2 separate regions of the Sus scrofa genome follow, and region 1 is linked to region 2. Evidence: chromatin contacts called from public HiChIP or PLAC-seq data. All regions are on one chromosome and are shown on one strand. Each heading gives the region's core, a stretch centred on a gene start, on an enhancer-like site or on the middle of the called end of the contact. The rest is flanking DNA. Distances are from core to core; before and after follow the strand shown. Region 1 holds the start of CACYBP (calcyclin-binding protein). Region 2 holds the start of SUCO (SUN domain-containing ossification factor).

The links. HiChIP or PLAC-seq counts read pairs in DNA pulled down with a chosen protein or histone mark.
Region 1: a contact with region 2 is called in an H3K27ac HiChIP or PLAC-seq map of alveolar macrophages, with 12 times the contacts expected there. The contact joins the promoter of CACYBP here to the promoter of SUCO in region 2. A contact is called at or near these places in 1 of 5 promoter capture datasets (liver), 1 of 47 Hi-C or Micro-C datasets (mesenteric adipose tissue) and 1 of 2 datasets of contacts at active chromatin or transcription factors (alveolar macrophages).

The regions. Positions count from the first base shown.
Region 1 is chr9:117,060,549-117,067,404 of Sscrofa11.1, forward strand. It overlaps CACYBP (calcyclin-binding protein), which reads left to right and starts at 1,755. Exons shown (of 6, transcript XM_013989620.2): 1 at 1,755-3,406.
Region 2 is chr9:114,911,994-114,919,156 of Sscrofa11.1, forward strand. SUCO (SUN domain-containing ossification factor) reads left to right here and starts at 4,964. Exons shown (of 25, transcript XM_003357538.4): 1 at 4,964-5,382. The coding sequence starts at 5,321. It overlaps LOC102164985 (a long non-coding RNA gene), which reads right to left and starts at 4,803. Exons shown (of 3, transcript XR_001299035.2): 1 at 4,478-4,803; 2 at 3,924-4,292; 3 at 532-3,141.

The DNA.
Region 1 (6,856 bases), core at 505-3,004, 2.1 Mb after region 2:
GACTAGCATCTCAGCATCCCAATTCCAAAATCTTGCAAAAATATGCTTGGCTAGTCCTGGATTGGGTGGCTACTGCTAGCCTTTGAGAGTCACAGTGGGTGTCATTATATAATCCAACAGTGCTCCAGAGGCTCTCCTGGAGTGAAGGCAGGGTGCCTAGAATCCTGATTTGTGTTTTTTTCTAACTTGCTTTTCATTCAGGGTGTACATGGAACTGAATGAAAGTCAGATTGCAGATCTCCTCTTACAATTCAGTATTTTAAAAAAAATACTAATCAGAGATTGTAAAATTAGTTTGTGGCCCAAACCCAGACTACAGACATCTTTTGTTTGGTCCATGTTGTAGTTAAAACAATGAGAAATTTTACATCAAAAGTAAATTATTCAGAAAATATCTACTGAATTTGACAGGAGGTCATGAGTAGTCTTGACATAATAGTAAGTGGAACTCACTGTTCACTACTGATTAAAGGTCCTACACTTAGTGAAGTTACTTGTTAACTTGTAGATTTTTGTTCAGTAGTGTGCAAATCCCTATTTTCCTTCCAGAGGAACACATAACTCCAAAGGCCATATGTAGTTTACTACACCATAGGACATTAACCAGCTTATGTCTAACTTTGAAAATGTACACTAACATTCCATTGTTAAATTGCCCATAAGTACTCAGCTATGCAAATGCACTTTTTGATAGTTTTAACAACTTATTGATTCTATCATTAACCAATGAGTTGTATGAAATAGCAAAGCTCATTTTATATTTGCCTGAGAATCTTGATTTCACCTTTTTGAAATTACACTTTAACAAAACTTTTGATTACTGTCAAAAGGGCACTCAAAGCACAATCTTTTAATAATTCACTTACAAGGAAGTTCAGGCTGCAGAAAGATGAACTCACCAAACAGAAATTACAATATTTATAGGAAAAAACTATACAATTTCCAAGTATAGACTCTGTAAGTAGTTTGTTCCTGCTGAGAAACAGTAATTCTCACTATTATCCATACTTTTATTAGACATTAGCATTGCAAAAGTCAGAGATAAAGTGTGTTTGATTTTTAAGGAGTCTAATTTTATAGGAAAAGCTCAGGTTCAGAGTTTCATTGGGGAACTAGAACTAGACACAATGAACTGATGTGTATGTTGATGATGTTGGTTTTTGTTTGTTTTTGTTGTTTTTTTATCTATCTCAGGATACAAAGTTTTTGTTTTTGCTTTGAGATCCCATGTACCCAATTACTCGTAATGGCAGCAGAGCAAGGAGTCAGTTTTGCTTCTACATGATAGATGTATGGACAATTATAGTATACATCTGGAGAGAAGCAGAATTTTGTTTTGTTGACTCCTAAGAATGGGAATTCTGAGGTGTTTTAAATGCGGGCAGAAAGGGAAGACAGACAAAGCCAAGTGACGATCTGGTGGGAAACCATTCCAGAGAGAAAGCAAAGTTTACATGCAGAACCAGAGGTAAGAAGAAACTCAGTGGATTCAAGGAATGACAAAAATACCAGTGTTTAAACCAGGGAGAGGGGAGAGTGGTGAGAGATGAATTCCATGAGATGGGAAATTTATAAAAGGTGAGATATAAAATCATGTAGAACATCCTGGGTTATAGTGAGGAGTCTGGACTTTATTCTATACAATTGTGAAGGTTATTCTGGCTGCCCTGTGGAAAACTGTGGAGAAGGAGAGAAACCAGTTAAGAGGATAAAAATCCAGACAAAATAATGACACCTTAGTCTCAGTTGGTAGCAGTGGAGATTATGAGAAGTAGTTTTATTACCAACATACTTTGAAGATAAAACCAAGACTTGCCAGAAGATGGGATGTAGGACCTGAAACTGAAGACTCAAGTATGACTTCTTGGCCTGAGCAATTAAGAGAATGAGGTGGCCATTCACAGAGCTAGCAAATCATTGTAAGAATTGCAATGAGGTGTGAGGACGAGAAATTGAGAGGCGTTTTTTTACACAAGCTGAGTTGGACCTGCTTATGAGACATCCACGCAGAGACCGTCTGGATTTCCGAAGAGTGGTGGGAATGAACATATAGGTGGTGTTTAAAACTTGTGACTTTAGGATATCTGAGGGGTGGAGTTGCTCCAGGTGCATAATCAAGCAAATTTTTACCACTGCATTAGGTCAAATTTTCACATAGTGCAATGGGATATCTGTTCCTATTTAAGTGCCTAAATAATTCCAAGCTTCCAGTTAGACACTTTTTAAAAAAAACCTGAAGTATAAATAAAATGCACAGATCTTTGGAGTTCAGTCCTACGAATCTTGACGATTGTTATCGGTATTACATTTCTACCAGGAAAATTACCTCTTGGGCCTACTTAAATATAACTTTTAGTTAAAAATAACATACACAAGAAACTGCACAGAAGGACGCTCAATGAAATTTCTACACAGTGAACACATCTGTAACCAGGGCTCAAATCAAGAAAAAAAAATTAGCCGAATCTCAAAAGCCCCCTCGTGGCTTCTTTCTGTCACTGTCTTCCCAAACACAACCTGATTTTCAGTCTCACAGCTTTAGATTTTGTTTAAATGGAATCAAACGATATGAACTTCTCTAGTTCTAGCATCTTTTCCTTAACGTCCATAAGTTGTGTGCAAAAGTAATTTGTTTTTGTATTGTACTTCTGATTCTTTATTGAGATAATGGCCCTGCATTTTTCTGTACTTTTTTCCTTCTGTGACTTGCGGATCATCTTTACCTTGGGGTTGATAAAGCCGAGTGTGGGTTATTTGACATCTCAGGGGTAACCGTCTACATTCTCAACCGTGTTTCAGACGTTTTGAGGTCCCCAAAGGCTAAAATAATCTATCTGAAAAGTGAGTTTTTCAAGGGCCTTACTAAGCCGGGCTGCAGGAGTCAGAACCGGAGCAGAATGCAGCCTCAGGAAATCTTAGCTCACATTTTCTTTGACATTAATAGGCTCACTGAAATCGAATCCAAATCTGGTGACTGGTCGATGAAGGAAGCAAACTCAGCCACCCCGGGAGGCGCCCAGCATATTAGGAAGCTTACTCCGCTTCGGAGCCGCCACTGGGTCCCGCCACACGGCCAACGCAACCCCACCTCCTACTGCGACCGGTGATGACGCCACCACGTCGTATACGCTGAATCCTGACGTCCCCAGAGCGCCAGAACCCAGTGAAAACACAACCGTTCCCCTCAGGATCCTGCGCACTTAATGTCCTCGTTTTTTCCCGTTTTAGCACACGTAGGCTCGCCTTTATCCCTTTTTTCGTCCTTTACTCGCATACGTTCACAGTCTTAGACAAGATGGCCGACGAAGTGGCCCCGGGTCCTAGAGCGCACCGAACCACTCGACTGCCTAGTCAACTTCCGGTTTAGGCCCCGAAGATTGGTGCGTTATTTCCGGGGTGGTTTAAGGTAAGCAGAAGCGGCGGTTTCGAGCTGCGACTGCGCAGTCGGCGCGATGGGGGTCAAAGTAAATTACGTACAGTTGCCCAGGCGGGAAGGAAGAGGCGTTACTCTTCTCGAACTGCCGGTTTGATCGCGAGAGTTGAGCCGTTGCTACGGGGCGAGGTGGGCGGGGCGGGGCCAGGATAGGCAGGGCGGGGCCAAGCCCTATAGGCGGTGCTGGAGCGGGGTGGGCCTTCGGCGACGGACTCGCGAAGGTTCCAGAGGCGCCGCGTGCCGGAGGCCGGCTGCTCTCCCGTTCAGAGTCGGGCGTGTTCTCAGGCCGCGGCCACGGCCACTGCGACTCGTGTCCGTGCGATCTGCGCTTGGAATCAGCGCGCTCGTTGCGGCGTTCCTGTTCTCGCCCTGTGCCGGTGGAGCTCGGGCCTTGCCTGACGCAGCTCGACCATGGCTTCAGCTTTGGAAGAGGTAAGGGGTCTGGCCTCATCTTCCTCCCTCGGCCTTACTAAAGCTTCCCGCTGCGTCCTTCGCCCCACCGCCCTGTTTCCCCTATCGAGCTGCGCTGCGGCTGCCGGCGACACCTGCCTGTCTGGCAGCTTTCCTGCGTCCTTGGGTTCCCGCGCTTCCCCGCGGCCTCCCACCCGCCCAGCTGTGGCGGCCCCGGTGCCGACCGGCCACTGCGGGCCTTCGGGGCTTCGCTTACCCCGGAAAGTTGCCGTTGGATGCCTTCCACAACCCCGGCCGGCGGTCGGCGCTGTAGGTGAGCGGAGGTGTGTTGCGGTTCTCGGCGGCAGGTGGATCCAACCGTGGACCCAAGAGCTGGTCACCTTCACGTTATCCTCAGGCTCTTTTCACTCCTTTTACACCAGCCTTTGGACGTGAAGCTTCGTTAAATTAAAGCCGATTGCAAAAACTGAGAGTCGTTCCACTGAGAGGGCAGTTGGAAGGTGAGAAGTCCTCAGTCCTAGCACTTAAATTCTCTGTCATGTTTTCTCTACACATACTTTGGGCAAGTTATGGTGCATCTCTGGGCCACAGTGGTATCCATTTCACAGGGTTGTAAACAGTGCTTGGCAAAACAATTGTTTGCTATGTGCGTTTTAAAAAATAACTATATTGGGAAATTGGTTGTAACTTTTTTTTAAAGCTCTATAAACTCAACACAGGTGGCTTAACTTTTTGGAGATTTAGTTTGTGCAATTACAAAATGGGAATAATAATACTTGCTTTGCTCTTTTTTCTGGCTTAAGTACAATGACAATACTGTTAATCACAGTTAATTGTTGGGTTTCCACTAACTAGATTTACTCCCTGGGAATCTTCTGCTTAATATGAACAAGACTGGGAAATCCTCACATTTGACTTTTTAAGTCGAAGAATTTGCTTTAAATGAAAAAGTGTGTATGTGTTTTAAGTATTATTGTGGATAATGTGCCACAAGTTTGTTATGTGTTTTAAAGATAGGTCTTTGGGTACCACGTGCCCTGAGGAAAGACTCTGAAGTGACTGTACATACACGAGTTGCTCAATATTTATCCCTTTCAAAGTAACAGGCTTTCTAATTGCAGTGTATAAGTTTAGGGACATTTGGGGGGTTTTTTTGTTTGATATAAAATTCGCTGTTTTTACCATCTTAAAGTGTATAATGCAGTGCTTTTTTTAGTATATTCACAGTGTTGTGCAACCATCAGTATATGATTCAAGAACATTTTCATCACCCCCAAAGGAAACCTATTAAGTGGCCATTAGGCGGTCACTTCCCATTACTCCTCTTCTGCCAGCAGCCACCAGTCTGCTTTCTGTCTCTGTGGATTTGCCTATTCCGAGCATTTCATCTAAATGTAATCTTAAAGCATATGACTTTTTTGGCCTCTTAGCGTTATGTTTTCAAGTTCATCCATGGTGAAGCATATACTTTTATGGCTGAATAATATTCCATTGTATGTATATACCACATTTTGATTCATAAATTGATGGACATTTGGTTGATTTTCACTTTGATTATTATGAACACTGCTGATGTGAATATTTGTGTACAGCTTTTTATGTGGGCATAGGTTTTCAAATCTGTGGTATATATGGAGGAGTGGAATTACAGAGTCATATGGTTAACCGACAAACTGCTAAGTTCTTTTCCAAAGTGCACTATTTTTCATTCCCACAAGCAGTGTATGAAGGTTCCAATTTCAGTTCATCCTCAGCAACTCTTATTTGCTGGAGTTTGTTGTTGTTTGTTGATGTTAATCATCCTGGTGGGTGTGAAGTGGTATGTCATTATGAATTTGATGTGTATTTCCTTAAATGACTAATGATGTTGAGCATCTTTTCATGTGCTTGGTGGTCATTTGTACATCTTTGGAGAAATGTCTGCTCAAGTCCTTTGCCTGTTTTGAACCACTTTGGTTTTAATGCTTCTTAGTGAAGAACTTGGAAATAAGTTAGAAGAGAAAGCTTGAATATATTTATGATAGGAATAAAAAGGAGATGTGATTTTGCATAAGGAAGATAAATGAATGCCTAGAGAAATTAGGTGACAAACTGCTGTATCTCAGGCATCTTAAAGATATTTACAGGAAAAGCACCAAAGGGATCATTATTACTCATTTCAAATTTGTAAATAACAGAGAACTAAGGAATTATCTTAAACAGGCCTGCTGTAAGTTGCTTCAGACTTAACAGTGGATATCTCATTTTTGTGGTGCTGTAGAGCCAAACTGGCTGTAAAGAGGGTCTGGGCATACATTGCTAAATTCACAGAGTTCTGAGTCTCCTAGAAAAAGGATCCATATTGTTTAGAATTTATACATTTTCTTTTTTAAAAAAAACCTAAATCCCTACTCTGGAAACAAAACATACTCATTTTACATTTTAAATGTTTTAATCATATTATTAGAATCAGCGTGACTTTTTGAAGAAATTATAACAAAAAGATTGCTTTGGGAGTTCCTTTTGTGGCTCAGTGTGCTACGAACCTGACTAGTATCCATGAAAATGCGGGTTCGATCCCTGGGTTTGCTCCCTGGGTTAAGGATCTGATGTTGCCATGAGTTGTGTTTACGTCTCAGATGAGGCTCGGATCGTGGGTTGCTGTGGCTGTGGCCGGCAGCTGCAGCTCCAATTTGACCCCGAGCTTGGGAACTTCCATATGCTGCAGGTGTGGCCCTAAAAAGCCAAAAAAAAAAAAAAAAAAAGATTGCTTTGAACTAGCAGCATCGTGGTTGTATGCTCGAAAGATGAGTTGCAGTTTTTTGCCTTAGTAATAAATGAATTTTGAGAGCCGGAGATAGAATGTGGACCAGAGACTGGGCACACAGACTTTTTAAACCATGTTTTTAGCAGTTACATACAGGCAAAACAGAGTATTGGAGTTAAATGAGATAAAAAGACTTGTGATAAAAGAGTTCATTTTTCTGTTTTTGCATTTTTTCTTTTTTCCTTTTTTTTTTTTTTTTTTGTCTT
Region 2 (7,163 bases), core at 3,714-6,213:
ATTTGCTTCCTTTCTCTCCCTATTTGGAAATTTGTATTTCTAAATGCTTGCTAGATACTTCCATCAGAACCTCAAGATTGTTTTTTTTTTTAATTTAATTTTTATTTTATATTGGAGTAAAACTGATTTACAATGTTGTGTTGGTTTCAGGTGTATAGCAAAGCAATTCAGTTGTACCTATACATATATCCATTCTTTTTCAGATTCTTTTCCCATATAGGTTCTTGCAGAATATTTAGTAGAGTTCCCTGTGCTATAAGTAGGTCCTTGTTGATTATCTATTTTATATATAGTATTTAATCCCAAATTCTTAACTTATCCCTCCCCCAGCTTTCCCCACTGGTAACCATATATTTGTTTTCAAAGTCTGAGTCTGTTTCTGTTTTATAAATAAGATCATTTGTGTCATTTTTTTAAGATTCCATATACAAATAATATCATATGATATTCTCTGACTTATTTCATTTAGTATGATAATCCCTAGGTCCATCTATGCTGCTACAAATGACATTATTTCATTATTTTTTGTGGCTAATATTCTATTGTATATATGTACCACATCTTCTTTATCCATTCCTCTTTGATGGACAATTAGGTTGCTTCTTGTCTTGACTATTGTAAATACTGTAAATAGTGGTGCAATGAACATGTATCCTTCAAATTACAAGTTTCTCCAGACACATGCCCAGGAGTGGGATTGATGAATCATATGGTAATTCTACTTTTAGTTTTTTAAGGAACCTCCACACTGTTTGCTATAGTGGTTGTACTAATTTACATTCCCACCAGTGTAGGAGGGTTCTTTTTTCTCCACACCCTTTCTAGCATGTATTGTTTGTAGACTTCAAGCTTAATATTATGCTTCTAAAACCAAACTAATCTTCCTTACAAACCTGACTTTCCTATTCATGTCATGACCACACTCTCTCCTGGAAATCCTTGATTTCTCCCTCTTGATCACCCACTTCCCAAGTAATCCCTCCTTTGGATGATTCCATTACTAGCCTGCCAAACTTATGTATCCTCAAAGTAGACATTTGTTAATCAGTGATATAAGGTTAAACTGGGAATCATAAAGTAGAAAATTTTAAAGGGGAAATCTTATTTTTTGGTATTTTCAGTATAAATAGACATGTACAAGCCAACATTTCAGTTTGTGATCCTTCTGGAAGGACTGTCCTAGAGAAGCAATTTACTTTCTTATCTCCCTGTGAGCTCTACCTCTATCTCCTCAAGTGGCCACATTATCAGTGCTCTAAGGTAGACTTGGTAAAGTAGTTTAGGCTCTCCTCAGGCAAAGGGTAACTAAATAAAGCAGGTGCACATATCTGCACACACTCAAAGCAGCAGCAGCAAATGGAATGAAGGCAAATAGAAAGCTCTGCCTATATTGTATCTACAGGTAGTTAAAATTTTAAGTTCTGATTGCCAAATTCACCCTTCTTCCCGTCTGGTTTAGTCCCTTTTCTTGTCTACTAGTCTTTTCTCAATTCTCTGACCTTTCTTTCATTGATCTCCAGAGAACTTTCATCCTAACTAGCTTTTCCTCTGGAAGCCTCCAATTTTGCTGAGCTTCAGCAGTTCCTCTCTAAGACACATCGTATCTCAGCATTTTATAATGCTGAAAATGGCAGATAACTTTTCAGCAAATTCAAAATATGTCAAACCTGGATCATCACATACCATAGACTTAAATTAAACAATATTTATTCCCTGGGGCTTTTAATGTATGTGAGATACAGGACAAAGAAGATGGCCAGAGGGGTTGGCTTCTTTCTGAGATGGACTTGTTCTTTTCCACCATCAGCAAAGATCAGTGTCTGATTTTATCAGGGCAGGGACTGAGGCTATTCAGAGTTTGTGTGTGTTAGCCTTTTAGGAATGGGAGAACTGTTGTTCATCCTGTAGTTTAGTCCTAGGTGACTTGAATAATCCAAGTTATTGCAAGGCACATGAATTATCATGTGTGTGGTCAGTGCTTTAGGGATTTTATCAAATTGAGAGATTCTGCTACATCAAGGATTCTCAAGCTGGGCACTATTGGCTCTTCAGGCCAAACAATTTTTTGTTGTGTAGGGCATTTTCTGCTGTGTATGATGTCACATCCCTGGCCTCTACCCACTAGATGTAGCACTTCCTCAATTGTAACAACCAAGAATGTTTCCAGATTTTGCTCAGTTTTCTCCCAAGGGGAAAAATTGTGCCTGGTTGATTACTACGTTGTTTAGTTGAGAGGTGGCAGTGGTTGTTACTTAGCCTGAGCCTTAAAGATTATATGCATATTTTGATTTTTCTATACACTTTCTTGACATTCTTTGGCATACCTTAAACTTTTAAATATGGTGGTATTTTTCTATGCAAAATTTATTTTATATACTTCTTACCGATTTTCTTATTTCTTTATTGCATTATAATATAATTTTCCATTATTTTTTCTCATCATATTTAACAACCATGCAGAAAAATGTATACCAGTTTTTCAAAGGTCAGCTCCACAGAACTTCTCTTATTCTCATGATCTGAAGCCTTAAAACAAAGAAGAATTAACACAAATAGAAACTTGGGTGAAGAAGCTAATTTATAGGGGAGATGAGTTCAGTTTTACGCAGGTAAAATTTGAAAGGGTGGTAGAATAAGTGTTATATCCAGCAACTACTTGTAAAGAGGTTGGGATATAGACCTGGGAGTCAACAGTATAGTTGAGAACTGGTTTTATGAACTATCCAAGAGCTCAGAGAACTGAAGATTAAACCTTAACACGAAGCTATGGAAATGAAACTAGCAAAAAGAGAAAAGGATATTTATTAATTGAAATAATGAAAGATACTTATTGATTAATAACTAGGTGGATGACAACCCTACCACAGCGGTAGCAATAAAGCCCCACCTCTAGGAAAAACGAAGAAAGAAGGAAGGAAAGGAGGAAGAAGGAAGAAAAATTCTACCTACTAGCAGCATATTACAAAAGATCATTACAGAGACTTGGTGGAAAAGACTTGTGGGTTTGGAGTGAGAAGCAGAGGAGACAGAAGAGGCACCTAATAACTTGTGATGAGCAAGTTTTCTTCAGAACCTTCTTGGCTGTGATCTTCTGAGGGTCAGCTCAGGAGCACCTGTTCTCTGTCCTGAGTAACCTAGTTCCTAGAGAGAAAGGAAAAGGTTAACACAGTAAAGAATGTAAAATAATCCCCATCCTTCTACTGCTCCTACTTTCCTTTTAACTTACATAGTAATCATTTGATACTGCTCTTGGGCAAGAGTAGTGAAGTCAGAGAGATGAAGGGATTTTATTGTCAGTCATACGCTAAAAGTGGCATGAACAGATCATTGGAACTGTTAGCTAATTATTGCCAGAAAAATTAGTTTAGGATGAATGCCTCTTAAACCAAATCACCTGTTGCAGAACTTTTATAATATTCAGTTGACTTATATCAAGAATTTTAGATGAGTCAAAACATTCAGTTACCTGGGAATATAGTAACAACCCTCAATTCAACTTAGAAGGTTTACAAGGAAGTTACATGCTTCAAAATTAGGTGTTGGATGGGAATTTTTCGTCTTTTTTCCCTGGACACATGTGGAATAAGTGGCTCATGCTTTGCTAACACGTGCTTTGAGCACCTTTTACCCTAAACATTAAGCCATGTTGCTTGGCACAGACAATTGGAGTCTCCATTCTTCTTTTTGTCTGGCTGCTTTCTGGAGAAGATAGTTGAGTTTCCCACAGCCAAGACAAAAAGGGAAACACCATTGAGTTATATTTTTGCATCTTATTTTAGAAAAGAAATATCCCTCGGTAGCGACTAACTCTCTTCTTAGTGTCAAGAGTCTGAAACAAATATATCACCAGAGATAGAAGAAGGAACACATTAGGCCAGAGGCCAGACGTCTTCTTCCTTAAACAGAAGCTAGTGCCCACTTACGAGAGTTATGTCAAGAGGCGCTTGGGAAGAAAAGCAGTCAAGCATTTTGGACTTTCAGGCAGAGGGTCCCTAAACAAGCTTCTGAGAGATCTTTTAGGGGCCTCCGTGACATAAAAATCTGGGGTGGGCACATTGCTCTTTTTAAAGGTTGAGAGGCGATCACTTTTTTGGACTGCAGCAATAGACGCATGTACACGACCATCTTCCCGTTTTCGGTGAAACCCAGGACTTGGTGCTCTCCCAGCAAGAGCGGCAGTTTCCCGTTCTGGCCCCACCGCAGCAGAAGCAAAGTACGAATCCCAGAGAATAGTGACCCAGGGAGCAGATCCCAACAGAGGAATCCAGCCGGCGGGGAAATTCTCCAGGAGGCTGAAAAAAAGCGAAAGACTCTTCACTTCAGCCAATCAGATGAGAGGAAATCTTGCCGCACTCTTCCCCCTCCTCCCCGCCCCCGGCTCCCGCCAACCAATCAGCATCTAGCTTGATGGGCCCGCCCCACTGACACCGGGAAAACGCCTTTTAAATTGTATTGGTATAGTTTTACCCCGTCATACTCAGCCTTTCCACGAAGTTTGGTAAAAAGAGGCAAACTGAGTGTAAATTGAAAGCTGGTCAGTCTTGCGGTGAGAAAGAGAAACTACACACATTTTCATCAAAACAGTGATACTAGGAGGGACAGGGAAAGGGAAAGGCGGATTCCTGAAGGAAAACTACAACTCCCAACGGCCCTTGCGCTGACTCGACGCGCCCTGGGCGAGGGGGCGGGACACGGTAGGAAGAAGGCTGAGGGTCAGGAGACTCCTCTCGGACTTCCTGAATTGGGCGGGATTTGAGGTGGGCGGGGCGTCGGCAACCTCGGCTGTCGCGCTTTGTGTCCTCCCACAACGGGCTTATCCGCTTGAGACGTCGGAGGGGGCGTGGCCCGCGCGGAGCCTGGTGGGTGTGAGAGCGCCGCTGGACGTGGGTGACGCGTCTCCTTCCAGCTCAGCGGTGTGTGAGGTGTCGCGGCCCTGCTGGCGATTGGCTGTTGAGAGGCGAGTACGCTGCGGCCGTTGGTCGCCGGCAGCACGGAGCGAGAGCCGGGGAGGGCTGGGGGGATATGGGGCGGCAGTGGCGGCGGCGGCTGGAGGAGGCGGGCGCGGACGAGCCGGCGGCCGCGGCAGCAGCGGCAGACCCCGGAGTCTTCCTGTGAAGCGCCCCCGTCGGCGCCCCCGTGGGCCACTGAGAGAGGGCGGCTAGCGCGCGAGCTGCTCAGGAGCTGCTCCTCCAGCGCCGCAGCCCTTCGGACTCTCGGTTCCATCCTCGCTCTCCTGCTCCGGCTCCTCCATCTTGGCCTCGGCAGTGGCGGCTGCCGGGAGGATGTGCCGCCTTCTGGCAGGGGAAAGAAGGAGGAAAAGATGAAGAAGTACCGGCGGGCCTTGGCCCTGGTCTCCTGCCTCTCTCTGTGTTCTCTGGTCTGGTGAGTACCCGCGATAACTCGGGAGTTTCCCGAGAGAGGAGAGGGGGGCGAGGGAGCGGCCCAGGTCACACCCCCAAATCATCCTGGCTTTTAGGGTGCGGGTTTCTAAGGCTGCTAGAAAGCGACAAACCAATTACTCTGTGACTCTCCCGCGGACTGGCCTGGCAGCACTCTGTGCGGAGGTTATCACGGTGCATTTTGGAATTCACAGAAACTAAGTGGGAGAGAAAGGTGCCTAGGTGGTTTTGTACCTACCCAGTTACCCTGACGCTTGGAGACGGTGGAGTGTTCGGCTAGTCTTCAGATAAATGTGCTGTAAGTTTCTCGGGCTTAGTACCAGCCACTTGCCTTCATGGTGTGGTAAGGGCATTAAGCAAGTCGGATGTGATGGGTTCCCGAATTGTGATTTTAAAAACGTGACTTGTCATGAAGGTAGGTAGTATATGAGAACTAGTTCTTCTGGTCCTTTCTCGCCTGGTCTTTGGCCTCGGGCACACTTGGATACTTATGGGGGCGTTATGAAGCAATTCTTCAAGGAGTAGATAATAGGAAGTTGTTAGTTTAGTGGAGTGTCTTAGGTGTAGTGTGCATAGTGGTTTCTGGTGGTGTGGCTTGGATATTGTGCCTTAGTAATGTAAGGATAGTCCTGCCCTTTGAAGGCGGGAAGAGTGCTTTGTCTATAAAGTTTACGGAGTTTCTGTTAATCTCTGGCACAGAGATTTGAAGGGACAGAAAGAGCTTGTCAGTCAAAGGATCACTACCACTGTACTTGGAAAATCCATTTTGTCCTCCAAGGGAATTTCTTCAAAGATGTGTGATATTTGTGACCAAAAAGATGATTCTTCAGTTAAAAGTGATTTGCTGTTATATTAAAATCAAGATAAACTAAGTTTCTTGCTTAGTTTATTTCTGCAAAACGAACAGTTTTTTCATTTATGTAGGTGACTGATGGTTTCCAAAGACAGTGAAGTTGTTGCTAACATAAAATAGTATATAAATAAGAGGAAAAGAAAACACTTGCCTGGCTGAAGAATTTCGATTGGAAGATTGATAGACATTTTAGAGAACAAGAAATTTGGCCTCTTGCCTTCATTCCCAATGTTACCTCACCTTATACTTACTAAGTTGAAATGTGCATATAGATGAGTCCACTTACTTCATTTTAAATTTAAATTTGTACCTGAGGTATGGAAAACATTGTATTCATATCCACTTTTCTCTGGGGGCTGTTAAATTCTTTGTAGATTATGTATCTTTTCTTTATACTTTCTCCTTCGTTTTGCCCATCTTTAGACCATGTTATTCTTCATCACTTTCTGAATGGTTGATATGGCAAAGAGGTTACACTTTCCATTCAAGTTTTAAAAACACCAGGATCTCTGATTTTTTTTTAATTGAAATATATTTGACACATAACATTGTGTAAATTTCGGTGTACAACATGTTGATACATTTGTATATTGTGATATGATTTCCATTGTAGCAATAGTTAGCACCTCTATTGAGTCACAAAAATCTTAATTTCTGTATGTGATGGGAATAATTAAGATCTAATCTCCTAGCAAGTTGATAATTATCGTACAGTATTGTTGTGTTTATTCTCTACATTGTGATCTCCAGGACTTAATATATCCACCCTTAAACATGATTGTTCTTTTTACTTTATTTTATTTATTTTTTTCTTTTGTCTATTTAGGGCTGCGCCTGTGGCATTTGGAGGTTCCCAGGCTAGGGGTTGAATGGCAACTGTAGCTGCTAACCACAGCCACAGCAACATGGGA